2 separate regions of the Mus musculus genome follow, and region 1 is linked to region 2. The links are chromatin contacts, called in public HiChIP or PLAC-seq maps. All regions are on one chromosome and are shown on one strand. The core of a region is the stretch at or near the end of the contact, and the rest is flanking DNA. Distances in the headings are between cores, read along the strand shown.

Region 1 (3,350 bases), core at 666-3,165, 95 kb before region 2:
TTTGAATATAGGTTCTTTGGAAGAGCAGCCAGTGCCCTCAACCACTGAGCCATCTCTAAAGCCCCAACAAGCACTCTTAACTGCTGAGTCACAAGTCATCTTTTCAGCTCCTTGGCTTTTGTTTTTGAGACTAGGTCTCTGGTAGTGTAGGCTGGTGTTAAGTTCATTGTGCGGCAAAAGATAACCTTTAATTCCTTGTCTTCCGGCCTCCACTTCCCAGGTGCTGGGATTACAAGTATTCACCACTTTGGGGTGGTGAATAGCTCTTTGAACTATTGAAACCAGGTAATACCTAGAATAACCCAGAGTAGCTATCAACTATTAGGTGCACAGATTTGGGGTGGGGACTCAATTGGGGGTAGGATTTTTCCGCCTCCTAAGCCTCTATTGCTTTCAGTATTAATGTGTAAATACACATTAGGTGTGGTAGTGCATTCTTTCAATCCCAGCATTTCAAAGGCAGGAGGATCACTGTGAGTTTCAGGCCATCCTGGGTTACCTAGCAAGGCACTGATCCAGAAAAGGAAAAAAAAAAAAAAAAGAATAAGTAAAAGCAAAACACAACTTTAAGCACCTACTGTAATGCAGAGCCCAGGAGGCATGACAAGTATGTCTAACAGCCGGTGTGTCAGCCAACAGAGGTGAGCTTAAGGCAAAAATACTTATTATGATAACCTTCATTGCCTGCAAGCCCCACTAGACTCTAGCCTAAACTCGCAAATCCCACAAATTTAACCCTCAGAGTATTGTAGCTGAATCATTACATCCACCAGTTAGAAGAGGCAACTTAGAACTCCGAGGCGGTTAGAGGGGGTTTGCATGCAGCAAGCTCATCTTTCCTTCAAGACCCGGTGCAGATTGTCTGAGTGGATAGGGAAGGGCGGTCCTCAGGAGGGCAAACTTCTAGATTTCTGCTTTATTTGGCCTGGCAATCCTTACCTCTGTCAAAGCCTTTCTTTCCTGTTCTCTTTCCTGGGTTGATATATTATTTTAATATACTAGTGGGCATGGGTGGATTTGAGCAACAATGGCTTTTAATCCTCCTCCCCCCCCCCCCCCGACAGGGTTTCTCTGTATAGCCCTGGCTGTCCTGGAACTCACTTTGTAGACCAGGTTGGCCTCGAAATCCGCCTGCCTCTGCCTCCCGAGTGCTGAGATTAAAGGCGTGCGCCAACAACGCCCGGCTTAATTCTCCTTTTAGGGTGGAAAACTCTCATGATGTTGGTTTTTAAGAATCCAGCCTTGTGGCGCATGGAGGCGCGTGCCTGTAACCCCAGCAACCACGTCGATGATGCAGAAGGATCCTGAAGTTTACGGCCAGAACTCAGTTGGACTCTTGTCTTAAAAGAGCTACACCCTCAAGTGTGTGAGATATCAGCTGTGGATCCTTCATCATGAAGTCCCTGCGCGTAGGCAAAAAACTGGGTTAGGATCCCGAAGGAAAAGGCGATCTGGCCGAAGAATAGGGCGATCAAACCTTGGAGTGCGGCGATCTGGCCAGGGGGCGGGGTGAACTGGCCTCGGGGACAAGCGAGGTAGCGATGGGGAGGGGCGAATTGGCCGTGGGGCGGAACTAGCTGGTCTTGTGTTTGGGCGAGCTGGGCGTGGGGAGGGGCGAGTTAGTCGCGCGGAGAGAAGTTCTGGGCGTGTCGAGTGAGCAGGCCGTGGAGCGGGGTTGGCTGTGGGGGCGTGGAGAGGTGTGAGCAGGCCCTGGAGAGGGCGGAGTTGGCTGTGGGGGAGGGACGATCTGGACGTGAGCTGCCTGTGGGACGCGGCGATCTGGCCCTGGGGAGGGGCTATCTGTCTGTGGAGAGGGATGAGCTAGTCTTGGGGCGGAGTGAACTGGCCTCGGGGCGGAGCGATCTTGAGTCCAGCCCCCTCCAGGCTCGGGGAAGTGACGTGTGCGGACAAAGGCAGAGGCCGCGAGGTGTCTGGTCCGGTAGAGTGGTGGCGGCTGCTGTGGGCTACGGTCTTTGCCAGCCTCCTTCTCAACCCGTCCTTTTCTCTCGGGTCCCTGGAGCCCCGACCCAGGTAAGTATCGCGAGGGACGCGGCCAGGGAGGAGGGAGGTGCTCACCCCAACTGCCTGAAGCGGTGAGGCCCCGTCGTCAAGTGACCTGGGCCTGGCCCTGGCCCACGTGCACGTCCCATGGAGGTTCACCGATCAGACCTGGGCAGGGACTCTGGTGACCACGGATTGGGTTGGAGGAAGCCACGTTGGTGGAGGCTGGCAAGACGTATCTTCACTCGCGCCCGTACATCACTTTCCAGTCCTCAGTTTCCCCTCTGAGATAAGGAAAGCAGCCACTGCAAGGTTGGTGTGTGGAATCGGCGCCGTGCTTGGCTCAAGTCCTCGCAGTTAAGTGCTTGGTTGCACGGGTTGCCATCACGTTTAACTGCCTCCAGCTCTGGCCAACATCGTTACTGTCATGAGCCCTTGAGGCCAAGGTCAGCCTCTCTTCTGCAAGGCTGCCTGCCATCTTTTCCAGATGCTCCAGGCTTTGCTGCTCCACCAACTGTGTGATCATTTTGGTCTTTAATCCTTTTGATAAGGGCCTAGGACAGGTGCTGTAACTGATGACAATGATGTATGGGGTGGGGCACTCAGTGACTGGGGTCTAAGTGAGAAGCCTAAATCCTCTCCTAACTTTTGGTCCTTTCCCAAGTGCTGTTTTAAGGCACATCGTTTCCTTAAGCTGGCTTTCCTGTGTGTGTGCTTGTGTGTGTGTTGGGGGGAGGGGGGATGCTTTCCTGAAGGCCAGAGCCACATAATCAAAAGGTCAGAGTCTGCAGGTGTGTGGTTCTGGGTGTACCCGGAGCTTGTGTTTGCATCTTCTGGACTGACCAAAGGCCACATGATCTCATAGGTGGGCTCCAGCTTTACCAGGGTCTGTGTGATTTGGAGGTTTTAACACGTTTTCCTTACTTGATCTTTTTAACTATGTTTGAACTAGGCAGAGGTGGCACACGCCTCTAATCCCAGCATCCAGGAGGCAGAGGCAGGTGGATCTCTGGGTTTGAGGCCAACCTGGTCTACAGAATGAGTTCTAGGACAGTCAAGGCTACACAGAGAAACCCTATTTCAAAAACCAGACAGAAAGACAGAGAGAAAAATTGTGTTTTAAGATTTTTTTTAAAGATTTATTTATTGCCGGGCAGTGGTGCTGCACACCTTTAATCCCAGCACTTGGGAGGCAGAGGCAGGCGGATTTCTGAGTTCAAGGCCAGCCTGGTCTACAGAGTGAGTTCCAGGACAGCCAGGGCTACACAGAGAAATTCTGTCTCAAAAAACCAAAAAAAAAAAAAAAAAAAATTTGTTATATGTATGCAAGTATACTTTTGATGTCTTCA
Region 2 (3,386 bases), core at 114-2,613:
CTCCAGCTTCCTCTCAGAGCCACATCTCCAGGCTGCTGGGGAGAGGATCCTGAGCCGGCTCCCGTCCTCTCAATGCAGAGTGTGATTCCCTGGTCCCACTTGGCAGAAATAGAGGAGCCCAGGGCCCAAAGCAGAGAAGGCTTTCCTCCACCCCTGCATCTCCCATGGGGAGAGGAGCCCTAGAGGAAGTCAGGCTCGGGAGCCAGAGTTAACTTCAAAGGGGATGGAAGGATCCCATAGTAGGCAGACCTCTCCTTAACTCACTGGAAAACCAGGGTAAGCTAACTCCTACTGCCTTCCTGGTGGTGACTTAGTGCTCAACTTTGGGGGCCCTACAGAAGGGACAAGAACAGAATGTAGCTATCTCTCCCTGGCATCTGTGTCCCAGGACAAACCAAAGCAGAAGAATGAGAGACAGTCAGTCAGTCAGGGGTGGCCCTGCCTTCATTCCTGTCAGTACCTGCCCCAGGCAGGGGCTGAACCTGGCAGGAGGGCAAGCGGCCCACCCCGTCCCATCCCCGTACTCCGAGTCCCTCGCCTCTGGGCTGGACAGATGTTGGTTTAGGGGGAAGTGTCTGTAAAGGGCAGATGATTCACTGCTTCTACTTTCTAGGCGCTTCCAATGGACCCCTAGAAGGGGTCTGGGAGCCCTGGCCACTCCCACCAGCTCCACGTAGGTTCTTTTACTTTGGTTTCTTTGCCGGGACTGGGACCAGAGAATGTCTGTGGTCCCTCAAGGCACCCTCTAGGGTGCCACAAGTGTGTGCGGCGTCCATGGGGAGTGGGAATTTCCACGGAAAGACTTCTTAGGCTCCTGCGTTGCGGGTTCCCACTCCACCCAGATATGAGATCTCCCTGCCTGCCGGGAAACTGCCAGGTCCAGACACCTCTCGCTGTCAAGAGTCCCTGTGCTCCACTCGCAAGGGAGCCCCCCAGTACTCTCAAACCAAGAGGGTTCAGGAGCTGAAGGCTAAGCCAGCTCCCAGAAGGGCTGTGGTGGCGGCAGCCTTGAAGCAGCTCCCACCGCACGCCGGCATACACATCTCGGCCACGTTTTTTCAGTCCCTAGACTTTTCTTGCAGGGAAAAGCCAGCAGAGTGCTGATCCCCTTCTCCTCCAGCGCCCCCCCCCCCCCCCACTCCACCAGCGAACGTACCTTCTTCCGCAGCCTCATCTGGCCTGTGATGACAGCCACCGCGTACATCTTGATGACCAGCAGTGTGCTGCAGAGCAGAAAGGCCGGGAGCACCTGGCCGCTCTCCATCACCAGGCCCGGGGAAGGCATCTCGGCTAGCCGGCCTGGACTTCAACTCGGGGACACCGGGACTGAGAGTGAGACTGTCCCACAGGCGGCTTATGGAGAGGAGGAGGCGGGCCAAGTCCTGAGTAGGCGGTCACCCCCGCCCACTCCCCGCCCACCCTGATCACCCGCAGCAGGCCCCCTGCTCAAGTCAAGAAGGAACCCAGAGACTTCTGCTCCAAGTGTCCGGGTGGGGGGTGGGAAGCAGAGGAATGGAGGTGTCCCACGCCATCCTTGGCTCAGGACCATTGTTCTTTTGAAAGCCTCAGACTACATAGAGTGTTTTCTCACTTAACATCAGGTCTCCGACCCCAGTCTGCATATCACTGACCCATGCCCACCTTCCGAAAGAGCGTGAGAACCAGGGCATTTATGCTAATGTGTGGCCGCTGTAATGCTGGACATGCAGCCATGGAGGTGGGTTGTCTCTGCAAGATGGAAGGTGAGGAGACAGATCCTTCTGCCATCCTCTAACAGGACACAGACCCCCAATTACCAATTCGTGTGTGTGTGTGTGTGTGTGTGTGTGTGTGTGTGTGTATTTGCATATGGGTGGGGATATTCACGTGTGTGCACCTTTGCGTGGAAGCCAGTAGCTGCTGTCACATGACTTTCTCAATGTCCATCTTAATTTTTAATTTCTTTTAAAATTATGTTTATTTATTTATTGTGTGCCACAGTACCTGTATGAAAGTCAGAAGATAACTTGCTGATGATGGTTTTGTTCTGCCATGTGAGTCACATTCAGGTCTCACTAGCCTAAGCACCTAACTTTTCTCTTTTCCTTTTTTGAGAGAGAGAGAGAGAACCTCACTATCTACCCCCCATGGCCTGGAACTCAGAGAGCTCCCTGCTTTGGCCCTTCCAGTGCTGCGACGAAGGGCATGCACCAGTACAGCCTGGCCCTGTTACATTTTGAGGTCTGATCTTCCACTGCTCCAGAGCTCATCATTCTGCCAGCCTGACGGGCCAGTGAGCTCCGAGCATCCCCCTGCCTCTGCTGCCAGCAAATTACAAATACACACCTTCCCTGCTCGCTCCCTTCGTCAGTCAGCTAGATCGTAAAGAACAGTAATCAGGCCAAAGGAACATCACCATCAGCCTGCCATGCATGCCTCAAAGCAAGAGATCTAGGGGCAACTAGCCTGAACCCCACTCGGCTGTAAACTTAGCCAGTCCTTAGAGCACCAATGTAGCTCTGGGCTCTGATCCAATTTCCCTAGCTATAAAATGAAACTGACTATCTTGTCTCTCTCTCTCTCTCTCTCTCTCTCTCTCTCTCTCACACACACACACACACACACACACACACCATAGCAGTTGCTGGAACTATAAGGGTCTTGGTTGGAGATATATGTCCGGCCATCCTTGGTTACATAGTGAACGTGAGGCCAGCCTAGGATATATTAAATAAACCCTGTCTCAAAAGTCAGGGCTGATGAGATGGCTCAGTAGGGAAAGGTACACTCCACCAGCTTGAATAGGTGAGATTCTCTCCCAGATCTACATGGTGGGAAGATAGAATCCACCTAAGCAGGCTGTCCTCTGCTGGAGAGTATACTCATGGATAATAAGTGTAAAAAGGATTAAGTTGGAAAAATATTCATGTCTACAAACGAGGATACAGAGCACCCGCTACGCAGTAGCTCTTCCTCGCTGAGGACACCAGAGCCTCCGTTTCCCCCTACTCAGAAGAGGGTTCCTGTCTAGCTGGATTGACAGGAGGGAATCCTTGCTGCTGGGGCTGTGGGTGGCTTCTCCCTGATTTACAATCTGAACTAAAGATATGCTTGACAAGGTGTTTGTGTTTCCTAAGCGCAGGGTCACCACACAAGGCTTAGCAGTACTAGATAAGAGATAAATATCTCCCAGGGAACTGGCCATGGAAAGGTCTGGTTGTTCTAAAGCAGGTTTTATTTGTGGGTACAGGATGGGGATCTGGGCACGAGGCCAGCTTTCTGCTCTCCTTGCCAGGGATCTGCTTCAGGTCAAAAAGCTCGGCGATGAGCTGGCTCCTCTGACCTCCATACTTACGCCATGGTCCTTGAATGTATATGTGTGTGTGCACGCACACGCACACAGAGCC

Evidence for each region. HiChIP or PLAC-seq counts read pairs in DNA pulled down with a chosen protein or histone mark.
Region 1: an H3K27ac HiChIP or PLAC-seq map of embryonic stem cells shows a contact between it and region 2, with 10 read pairs. The contact joins the promoter of Ntmt1 here to the promoter of Ptges in region 2. A contact is called at or near these places in 5 of 39 promoter capture datasets (Sertoli cells, cranial neural crest, frontonasal cranial neural crest and 2 more), 8 of 115 datasets of contacts at active chromatin or transcription factors (embryonic basal ganglia, embryonic forebrain, embryonic hindbrain and 4 more) and 3 of 9 other capture datasets (adipose tissue, liver and pancreatic islet).

What each region holds. Positions count from the first base shown.
Region 1 is chr2:30,806,053-30,809,402 of GRCm38.p6, forward strand. Ntmt1 (N-terminal Xaa-Pro-Lys N-methyltransferase 1) reads left to right here and starts at 1,916. Exons shown (of 4, transcript NM_170592.3): 1 at 1,916-2,031.
Region 2 is chr2:30,901,934-30,905,319 of GRCm38.p6, forward strand. Ptges (prostaglandin E synthase) reads right to left here and starts at 1,364. Exons shown (of 3, transcript NM_022415.3): 1 at 1,157-1,364. The coding sequence starts at 1,285. Gm52550 (a long non-coding RNA gene) reads left to right here and starts at 1,322. Exons shown (of 3, transcript XR_003954020.1): 1 at 1,322-1,386; 2 at 1,602-1,717; 3 at 2,095-2,541.